Linked DNA regions of Mus musculus: region 2 is linked to region 1. The links are chromatin contacts, called in public promoter capture Hi-C maps. All regions are on one chromosome and are shown on one strand. The core of a region is the stretch at or near the end of the contact, and the rest is flanking DNA. Distances in the headings are between cores, read along the strand shown.

Evidence for each region. Promoter capture Hi-C pulls out the DNA fragments that hold promoters and counts their contacts.
Region 2: a promoter capture Hi-C map of hippocampal neurons shows a contact between it and region 1, with 4 times the contacts expected there. The contact joins two enhancer-like sites. A contact is called at or near these places in 2 of 39 promoter capture datasets (hippocampal neurons and pre-B cells), 2 of 484 Hi-C or Micro-C datasets (cerebral cortex and cortical neurons) and 2 of 115 datasets of contacts at active chromatin or transcription factors (the NIH/3T3 cell line and stem cell-derived neural progenitor cells).

The regions. Positions count from the first base shown.
Region 1 is chr1:154,283,029-154,288,420 of GRCm38.p6, reverse strand. No RefSeq gene overlaps it. Among named protein-coding and RNA genes, the nearest start is that of Gm30465, 22 kb to the right of the region's middle. Within about 2 kb of position 2,115, at least 8 of the 459 cell types and tissues checked have an H3K27ac peak or open chromatin away from gene starts, as enhancers often do. A contact at or near this core is called in cortical neurons and hippocampal neurons, where this site is marked.
Region 2 is chr1:155,233,754-155,239,468 of GRCm38.p6, reverse strand. All of the region lies in intron 3 of BC034090 (cDNA sequence BC034090), which reads left to right. Among named protein-coding and RNA genes, the nearest start is that of Gm31102, 6.5 kb to the left of the region's middle. Within about 2 kb of position 1,883, at least 38 of the 459 cell types and tissues checked have an H3K27ac peak or open chromatin away from gene starts, as enhancers often do. A contact at or near this core is called in cortical neurons and hippocampal neurons, where this site is marked.

The DNA.
Region 1 (5,392 bases), core at 866-3,365:
AAAGTGTCTTCAGAGTGGCTGAGGGATGTCCTACACTTCCTGATCACACAATAGGAAGCCACAAGAAGGAACTGAAGAAATCCTCATTTTTTTCCTGGCATTCTCTGGACAAGCAGTTGCAAGCTCTGTGTGAGGTTCCCTGTGCCTGTGTCCTGGATAACATTCAGAGGGAGCCTATGAAATAATGGTATTTTTTCCTGCCTTATCAAGTATGGAAACTAAGGTTTAAAGACGTTAATTCACCTGCCCAGGATCACATCTATCAACGGGCTTTTTTTGTTTACATGCATGCCCCTGTTCTCACCCATGATCTCAACAGGGAAGAGTCACCCAATGGAGGCCACAGCTTGGGTGGTCTGATCCGCCACTGGAAGATCTGTATCCTCATTTGGCCTTTCCTTCAAGAGTATCTGGGTTTTCTGAGGGCAACGCTGTATTTGCAATTCAGTGACATTCAGATCTATGTCTAAATTTCATTTGTTGTTGAAACTGATTATAAAGAAAAGGAAAATAAATAAAAGGAGACTGGAGAGGCTGAATCATGCATGTCCATTCCAGAATTGCAGTTGCTCTCCTTGGTGAGGCTGTTCTGGCTGTGGAAGTCTAGTTTCTTCCAGGCGTGTGTGTGTGTGTGTGTGTGTGTGTGTGTGTGTGTGTGTGTGTGTGTGTGTGTGTGTGCATGTCCACCTGGTCAATCATCCTGGCTCACAGAGCTGCCTGTATTTTATAACTGCATGTGATGTCATGGCAATGACCCAACTAGGCCGACAGATTCCTGACAGGGGTGTTTCCCCAGACGTGTCTAGAGCGTCTTGATTTCCTTCACTTGTTCTCTCCAATGCTTCTTCTCCAGTTCTGGCTAAACACTGTCACCACCGTGAGTGGTAAGCTGCCATCTGAAGTGAAGTGACACACCGCAGCATGAAGCACTAGATGCAAATGGGAACATGGGATCTTAAGAAAGAATACTTCTGAAGCCCAGATCATTCAGCAGAGAAAAATCGTGCGAAGACTTAGGTGTTTTGGTAGGACTTGTTCATTTAAGTTGCACATCATTGCCTCTTCAGCTCAGTCCGAAGAGCAGATGCCCATTGTGAGCCTGCAGGTGCGATCTGGCTTCTCATCTCCCTGCTGCTGCTTCCTATTCTTCCACTGCCTGTCCATCCTGCCTAGACGGGGCTCCCGTGACTTCCAAAGACTTCCATAACTCTGTGGACCTCCCAGATGTTCAGTCTGCTAACCCAAGCCAGTTTTGCAAAGTCTAGATTCTTCAACTGAAAGATCAAGGTCCAGCTGTTGAAATAGCTGCCGGTGGCTTCTTAGTTACCAGAAAGAGTTATCCTGTTTGATGACTTGACTTTAGGGGAAGAAACAGTGTTCATGGTCAACCCAGTTGGCATCCCAAACTGTTACTTTTAGCTGGAGTCCCAGTAGGGAGACTTGAGCCCAAGATCCTCTTGATGTGATGATTGGTCCCACAAACTTCCGAGGCTCTTCATCTACACCTAGCTCTGAGCAGCCTTGCCTGTGAAGATATGCTCTTTACTAGGACATGCTAGGCTAAGTATGCTCTGAGGCCATGAGGGAACAGAAGAGTATAGAACACTCATTCCAAATCACACTGTGATACAACACCTGTTATACAAGAGATAGTGATCATAAACACCTCTCTCTCTGCAACCAGGACACCTGAATAACTCACTGACAAAAATCAGCCCTTCATTTCTTTGATTCATGATCACCATAGTTCCTGGGGTGAGTAACCCTTTCCTCTGCATGTCCTAGATTAAAAGGGCAGTTTCTTAGGCAAACTTTAGTCTAAAATCCCACTACTCATCATTCCATGAGCGAGGAAAAAGGATCTGGGAAAACACTTAATTTGGGGGCTTCCTGCCATCAAATAACTAGACTTCTCTTTATATAGTTGAGTTCACTCACAGAAAACGGCATACAGTTTCTGCTCACTTCAACATGCCTTCCTTGGGCATGCAGGCGCCTGGTTGTGTGCTAGATCTTAAGGATGTAAAAATAGCTAACAGGACTTCTTTACTCAAGCAGTTTATAATCCAGTGAGAAGATCCAAACGCCTTATGTAATCATGTTATATATGCAAGCAGAGTGCTCTGTACAAGGTTCAGACACAGACACACTATCAAGAAGGAAGGTGCCGAGCCTGTAGATGTAGAAGCCTCTGGCAAAGGTCCCAATAGGAGATTCTGCCACATGGCTAGTTATATGCTTCCTGAAGACTGGTGGCCTGAGCAGACAGATCTTCTCTGTCTCTAGAAACCTTACCAGAAACAACACAGGGATCTTTTTCAAAAGGAATACATCTTGGGGGACACAAACAAAGGAAAGGAAATAATATCAAACAAACAAGCAAAGCAGATGGACTCTTGCTAACAGACTCTGCAAAGCTCCGAAGGCTGAGCTTTTAGCTGGCAGCAGAAGCAACTGAACAGTAGAGCCCAGGAAAGCACAAGAGACGTCCAACAACAAGGGTGGAAAATAAAGATGGACATAGGAGAAATGGCTGACAACTGGTTTAAGAGGCAGGAAGCATCCAGTGGCATCTTCTTACTCTCTACATGTCCAAGGCTTTGCTCTTGCGCCATAGCAAAGGACTCCATGGAGTGGACTAGAGGGTTGCTGGGATGGAGACAGGGAACAGGAAAGCCAGAGATGCTTTCCTAACAACAGGACTCCTGGGACTCTCAGGCAGGATTTAAGAGCCTTCTGCATCTGCAGCCAGAGCCTTACTACCTAGGCCATCCCTGCTATCACAACAGGACATGGTCCACAGTGAAGCAGCCTAGCCAGGTCTCCTAACAATGAAGCTATTTATAGTTGACAGCTCCCATTCGCCAGCAAGGAGCTTCTCGGTGCCTGCTTTTCATCTCGAAAGGACAGACCAGAACTTCCAGATGTTTGAGAAAAGGCTCTCTCATACCAAAACCTCCTTAGCCCACAACATCGTTTTAAGAAAAGAAAATTTTTTAAAAAGGTATTTAGAAGACTTTCAAGACAAAGACATTCTCTCTCTCTCTCTCTCTCTCTCTCTCTCTCTCTCTCTCTCTCTCTCTCTCTCTGTGTGTGTGTGTGTGTGTTTGTGTGTGTGTGTGTGTGTGTGTGTGTGTGTACAGATGGGGGAGAGAGAGAATCAATATTTTTTCAAGAGTTTTATTGTTGAAACAAACATAGTGTTCTCTTTTAAAATGAGGGAACATTCAAAAATCAAATATTAAAGCTCTCTCTGAAGTGAAAACTTTGAAAGCATGAACATATACTTGGCAGATAACCTTGAAAAAATTCCTCACAGAACAAAAACATACAAAGACAAAGAATACAAGAAATGAATAATATTAAATTAGAAAAACAGCTTCAAATACTAAGAAATTCCCAAAGGAAGAAGAACAAAGTCAGAATGAGTCCCACTTTCCCAGGTCTCCAGGGAAGGACCACGTGGATTGCCGAGGAGCATGAGGTGGACAGCACCAGTGACGAGCAAAACCTCACTTCAAGGGATATCACTGTAAAAACTTCACACTCCATGAGAAAGAAGCCCCTTCCTGCTTTCAGCAAAGTCACACACAGAGGATCAAGAGGCAACAATGCCCATGGCGGGCCTCAGTGTCTTCTCTTCACTGACCACTGGTCCATTGGCAATGACACCAGAAATTAGAAGTGAGACACTGATTTTAAAATTATGAAGAAAAATAACGCCAATTCAGGAGTCTATATGTGGGCAAACTGTCAATCAAATATCAAGGGAGAATAAGTCCATTTTCAGGCTCTGAAATTTTCAATATTTAATGTCCTTTATATGTTTCTCTAGGGTGTGGTCTCGCAAACAGAGGGAAGAATAATAAGATGAGACAATATGGGATCCAAGAAGAAACGATCCAGCGCAAGCAAGGGGAAAAGAAGATTCTGGGATGGTGATGAAAACTGAGACAGACAGGTGCTTGGCAGGTCTGTAGTGCAAACAGCACAGACTGAAGAAGAAAGAGAGAAGGCATCTAGATCATTCCAAGGTTAAAATGATGGAATTAATGTGTGGTGCATAATACATTGAGAAGAAATTTACATACGTGGAAAATGTGTAGGTAAAAATTGATGCTGAGTGAACAGGAACGTACACAAATGAAGAATTGGGACAATTATTAACTCCAGGGAAAATTAAAAGTTGTACAAGAAAGGAAATGTAATGGTGCTTTTACTACAGGGGCATGCTGTGAATACAGTCATAATTATGTAAACACTGAACACAGATCTCACTAAAAAACGATGATATAAGTCTTCTGGGAGGTTGGGGAAAGGAAAATTGTGGAGGCAGGGGAAGGAGGTGCTAAAGAGAGAGAGAAATCTTCCTCTTTCATAGTGAGAACTTAATAGAGAGTCTCCAAGAGTGGAGAACAAAGAGATTCATGTGGAAGTTATTCTGCAGAATGAAAATGAATGTCCAAAGAATAGCAAAAGTGGGCTGTCCCTGGGAAAGGTTGCAGATATTTTATTTTTTGTAACAAGGTTTGGAACCATTTGGCTTTTAAAAACATGAATAACAAACTAAAACGTAAAGATGCAATTCTGTGGATGGAGAAAAGCAGCAGCTACCTCCAGGACAGAGGAAGCATTGTATATAATTACCCAAAGCTTGGTGCTGAGTGGTGGGTGGAGGAAGCCTTCCTGGAGCCTGGGAGTGTGGCAAGATCTGGAGAGGTGAGCAGCCTCCAGATTTGAGGGCTCTGCAGGGATCATGTCTAGGATGCAGGGAGATACCTCTGAGTGAGCCATGGAAGATGGAAGACTGGCCGGGCCCCTTAAGATGGGCTGGTTGTCAGAAAAAGACTGAGTCCGGTGGTGCAGAATAGTGGCTCATTGGTCAAGCTAAATTCTAAAATGTACTTTCTGTGATCACAGTGGAGAAAAATACTAACCACAAGAAATCAACAAGGCTCCATGGTTCATGAGGCAGTCGCAGCAAAACAACTGTCTTCCTTCTGAAGTATGGCAATGGAAGAGCAAGAGAGAGCTGTGCCCCAGGATCTCTTGCTTCAGTTATTTTCTCTCTGCTCTTTTTGTGAACAAGATAGAGTGATGCATAGCTCAAGGGTTCAATCTTAGCTGATTTCTGGCCCAAGGTAGTGTTTTGAACTATGAATAGGATGGTGGCATTTTAATCAAGCTCCCACAAGTCAGAACCTGAGAAATTTGGCTAATAGTTGGGAATGGAAGGGTGGCCTCCTAAGTGATCTTGCCATGGGGAAAATAAATGGGTTGAACCTAACAATCTGAAATCAATAGAAACTAGAGTTTATTCCTCTAACTGATCCACTATCACTGGCCATCTGCTTAGCTTCCCTTAGATTCTGGGTTGGTCTCTTCTGGACTT
Region 2 (5,715 bases), core at 634-3,133, 950 kb before region 1:
GGTGCTGTGGAGACAGCCCCCCCCCACCCCCGCAGCTGCCTCGCTCTCCCAGCCTCAGCCCCCAGCCTACTCCAGTGCCTTCACAGGGAAGCACAGCTGCTGGGGTTTTGCTCAGAGTCCTTGTAGAAAGAAGGCAAGCCCCTGGCCTGCTCTGAGATAATGAGCAACAAAACCTGGTTCTCTTAAAGGAGCCGCTCAATCGGGGATAGGGAGAGACTCCCACCCATGCCTGTGAGGCTATTCAGAACTCTCAGGACTAGACTCCTGACAGTTTAACCTGACAGGCCATCTGTAGCCTTGGGTTCTACGTCAGAATTCAAGCATGAGGGTCCGATGTGACCCAAGTGGGAGGCTGCGGCAATGGGGCACATGTGTCATGGCTGCCTGGGGTACACAGTGAAACCTTGTCTGGAAAAGAAACAGACAGACAGATCTTGGATGTGGCATGTATACATGTATATTGTATGTTTCACAGATATATTTGTGTGTGTGTGTGTGTGTGTGTGTGTGTGTACATATGATGAATCAGTGTATGTGTCTGAGGGGAGATATAGAGAAGGAAGGACCAATATTAAGATTATGTTCAAAGAATAATAAAGTATCCCCCTAGAGTGCCTGGCATATAGAGCCACAGGCATGAAGGTCAAGTCCTTGCTAGGTAGACACTTAGGCTGAAGGGCCAGGGAACACAACTGGTTCAAGGAAAACTCCAGCCCTGCTGTGATGTGTAGATACAATGCAGGGCTGCCCTCTGAGTGAGATGGGCTTACTGATGCTACAGCTACAGAGTCTTGGCTTCCCTTGGCTCATGCCCTAGGAGTGCCACTGAGCACTCGGGTCCTGGGCTGAGAGCCTGTACTAAGGGATGGAGGACCCGAGGCAGAGGAGTGCTCTGCTCTTGTAGCTGATGGTCTCAGTGGCCACCCATCAGTACCTGCCATGCCTCATTCTTTGAGTACTGTAAGCTCTCTCAGGGCTTGAAGAGCAAAAGGTTCTGTTTCCTGTTCAGTCAGATTTAGAATCTGAATAACTCACATTAAAATCACAGAGCCGTGACAGCCAGGCTAACCCACGTGCTCTTTGTTACTGTTCTTTAAGGTGACCAGGCAAGTTCACGTTGATCACAGAGCCCAGTGCTTGAGTCTGCAGTGTCTGGGCCAGCCTGTTACAAGGTAGCCTTGAGGTGAGCCACCTAAAGACTCAGGACCTCAGATCCTGCAGGAGACCTTTGTCCCCTTACCCCAAGGGTTGTTCTCTAGCACGCATTGGCTAAGACACTAGTGGCCTGTTGGAAGAGCAGGCTGGCATCTGCCATTTCCATCCCCTGCCTGTGTGCCGGGTGCTGTGTAAGTGCTGTTTGTACATCTCACTTTGTGGACAGGTCTCAGCCATTGTTCTTGCTTCGAGGACAGAGAGCACTCTAGGGGAGGCCAAGTCTTGGAGTCAGGACTTGCACTCGGGTCCCAGGCTTATGCTCTGACTGCTATGGGACACTGCCTTGAGCTACCCTTTTCATACCTCCACAGGTCATCCCTTGGATAAGCAACCCCTCGGGCTGGGGATCTGGGGCCTTCTATGTCCTGCAGATCGATCTGTTCTCTGCTGTGGGAAGTGAGAGACGCATGAGTCAGCTTGTGTGTCTGTGCTTTCAAATGGAATCACCTGCTTTGTTCTCATGGCTCTGCCCGCCGGCCCCGCCGGCCACCACTGCCACCAATGCCATTACGGGCGTCTTTCTCCTTGAGTTCCTGGAGGCAGGAGCTGTGCCTTTTTAGAACAGGTGCTCATAGCGTGTCTGGCTAAGGCAGGCAGGAAAGAGCTGACTGAGGGCTCTCCGACAGCTGGAGCCTGTGAGGGCTTGCAAGGGTCTGGGTGGAAACAGAAGGAACATTCCAGATGGGTGAGGGAGGCTGCAGCAATGCTTCATCTGAGGTGGGGTGTGTGGTGATCCGTGGAGGGGAGCTGCCCGGGGAGAGCCTGGAACTGAGATCTCATTTGGATGCAGAGGCATTCAACAGTCTCCTTCCTGTTCCCGCTGCCTCCTCCTACACAAAAGGATGATCTTATCTGCTGGAAATTGACTGGTGTGAGTCCTGTGGGCCAAGCAGCTTCGAGGAGCCCAGAAAGAGGCCATCTTGAGCCAGCCACTGGCCATTTTTTGTATCTTTTGAGCCTAGAGTGACAGGGATTTGGTTCCCTAGCCTAGAGGATGAGTCATTGGGCATTTTGGGGTCACAGCGGTCAACGAGGAGTGCCCAGGGCAAGATGTCACTGGAGAGGTTGTACCCCATGTTGCTGGCTTATCCCCCCTCCCACCATCGCCCTTATCTTGTACTGTGCAGATACAGAGACAAAGAAAGCTCTGCACTTGCAGTCCCAAGATGCTCAAAGGAAAAAGGACAAAACAGCCAAGCCGTGCATCAAGCCTCTAAATGCTGTAAATGCTTCACCGTTTCCGTGGCGTCCAGGACTCTGCTCCCTGGGTTGATCCCACACAAAGCCAGTGCTTTGGAAGGCTCCGGTGCTTGGTCCCTTGCTGCGCTTGTCACCACACCCACAGCCACTCCACACACCGAATCCTTTCGTGCCTCAGCCCTGAGCTGGGAGGAGCTCACTGAAGTTAACATCTTCAAGGTGGGAGGGAGCTAAGCTGACCTCCAGAAAAGTCCCTTCTGGGAGTGTCTCAGACATCTGCCACACCAGCTGTCTGTGTGCCCGTACTGAGCCCATGCCATGCTGACCTGGCCATGTTCTGGGCCTCAGTGGGGAATGTGTTATCATTCTTCGGGAACATGGACAGAGCTGGTCTGCCCTCTCTGTGGAGAGAAGGGCATTGGCCTTCCTCTGCTCCCCATCAGCAGCCTCCTGTCCCCTGTGCAGTGGAAGTCACCTTTTCCACAGAGCTCATCAGAGGCTTTTGAAAGTCTGGAACAAACCCTGTAGGCCCTCTCAAGCTGCACACTGACGTCACTTCTAAACAGGCCTTCTCTTTGCCAGCAGCAGTGTAGCCTCGTTGGCAGGTGACCTTACCCCCCCTCCCACCATTGCCCTTATCCTGCACCATGTAGATACAGAGACAAAGAAAGCTGTGCACTTGCAGTCCCGAAGTAAGAGGGAGAGAGAAGGGGCGGGGGTAACACTAGGACTAATAACAGTTTGTGGAATCTTACTGTGTTTGGAGGGACAGTTTCTCTTAACAGCTGAGCCCTATGAGCCTATGAGGAAACTGAGGCTTAGCCCTGAAGGCACTCACTGGGTGATACTTCTGGGAAGGGATGGTCCAGGAGTGGGGATTCCTTGAAGCCCACTGTAACCCATTTCGTTAGGTTTCATTCTGTGGGTGTCCTATGGACTCAAGAACGGTGCACCTTCACAAACCACTCTCCTTCCTCCCTCCCTCAGACAGCAATAGTAACGATCTCTGTCCTCGACTGTCAAAGCTTTAATATAAACAAATGAACGCCAAGCAAAGGCTTTAGAGCCCTCTGCCTGCTGCATACTCTCCCTTCCCTGGCTGCATCCTGGAGATTGCCAGGTCTGCTGTCTCCAGTCCTTATTCCTTGATTTGTGCTCCTGAGATGAAGGGGTTAACTCCAGACTTGCTGGAGTTTATCATTGTAATCCAGGATTATGATGGCTACAGAGAAGCTTCTCTCTCTCTCTTTCTCTCTCTCTCCCTCTCTCTCTCCCCACCCCCTTGGTTTCCCTGGCTGTGAGAAAGGGCTCTCCTAACCTGCCTCACTGGAGGGGTGCTAAAGTCACTGCTAAACTTGTCCCTACTCCAAAAACTTGGCCTAGAGCACAGGGCAGACAGAGATCACAGGCTTCCTTTGTCCTCAGGATGCAGGTGGTGTGAGGGTCAGAGGCAAGGGCCTGGACACCCCCATGGACCTCTAGCTTCTTCCCAGTAAGTAGTTCTTTGGGTGGCCATTCCACAAGAGCCAGTCCTGTGGTCCAAATAGCCCCTAGGTGGGAGCCCCAGGACCCCCACCCCACCATAGCCTGCCTGGCCAAAGACCCAGACTCACAGGGTAGCAGTGTGAGCCCTCTCTCTCCTAAAAGCTCATGCTTACAGGTGGGAAACTGCTAGCCTGGAGGAAAAGTATGTGGCTGCCTTATTCCCACACCCCTCCCCAGTGGCTACCGAAACCAGGCTTTAGGATGCTGATAAATGCTGCTTGCTTGTAGGTGGTATTACCCATGCCTGCCTTTGCACTGCCTGGCTTTGCCAGGACATTTCCAAAGGAATTGGAAGAACTGGATTGTGGGTTTTAGTTCATGCTAAGAAAGGTTGGCTCTGGGGCTCTGGTGCCCCTCTCTCTTTAGTCCAGGGTCAGATTAGGGCCTTCCTTCCTCAGTTGGGAGAGTTCGAAGCTATCTTTATGGAGTGGTGGGCAACCTCTGGTGTGGTGTTAGGAGGTGAGCGATAGCAGGAACAGATCTGGCATCCCACAGTGCTGTGCCGGCTTGCTACACACACACACACACACACACACACACACACACACACACAGAGAGAGAGAGAGAGAGAGAGAGAGAGAGAGAGAGAGAGAGAGAGAGAGAGAGAGAGAGAGAGAGAGAGAGTCTGTGAGTGAGGCTACCCTGTGAGTCTGGGTCTTTGGCCAGGCAGGCTATGGTGGGGTGGGGGTCCTGGGGCTCCCACCTAGGGGCTATTTGGACCACAGGACTGGCTCTTGTGGAATGGCCACCCAAAGAACTACTTACTGGGAAGAAGCTAGAGGTCCATGGGGGTGTCCAGGCCCTTGCCTCTGACCCTCACACCACCTGCATCCTGAGGACAAAGGAAGCCTGTGATCTCTGAGAGAGAGAGAGAGAGAGAGAACCACCTCCAGGGTGCACCATGATGTGTCCTTGCTTTGCTGACCTTGGCTGCAGTCTGTGAAGGTGGCTGCCACTCCACCCCACCCCCACCCCCCCTCCGCTTGGCAAGCTGCTGCATAGATGCCTCCAGGCAGCCAGAAAGCCTGCCTTTCTAATCAGTGGAGAAACTAGCTTTGTCTGCCAGACTAAAGCAGGGCGGTTGATGGAGGGGGAGGGATGTGGACAGCTGTTCCAAAAAGGAAAGAGTGAAGCTAGAAATGGCTCAGAAACCTGGGGGCAAAGCTGATCTTGGCGGCAGCAGCAACATCTGGCCAGCTGCCGAGGGGCCCTCCTGCCTGCCCACCAGGCCTTGTGACAAATGCCCTCCGACAGTCGCAGAAGCCCAGCTGTCACTGGAAGAGACTGTGAGCTTGTCGGCTGGAAGCCAGAGGCCCACCGCTGCAGGGGCACCTCTGTGCATGGTAACCTCATTATCTCTGCTGTTGGAACTGGAGCCCTCGGGAGCACAGCTGCTCTCAGCTGTGGTTTGGGGAGCTGCCTGCTTTGGAAGCCATGTCAGGGGAGCCTTTCCTGCCAATGGAGGCCTCGTGGGGCAGCGGGCCTGGAGAAGTACGCTTGCATCACTGTGGTGAAGCTTTCCTTCCGAAGCCCTGCCAGAGCTCAGGGCACAGATGGCGCTTTTATGCTAGCAGCCTTTCTCCTCTGGCCCAAAGCAGCGTTCAAAACACACGACAAGAAGAAAACAAAAAACCGTCATCTGCACAGAGCCAGTTCAAGGATGTCCCAAGAAGCCCTTGTCCTGTGTCCACTCCTGTCCTGAGAGTCCCTAGCACCTTCCTGAGATCAGGGTGTGGCATGAGGAGGGATTTGGGG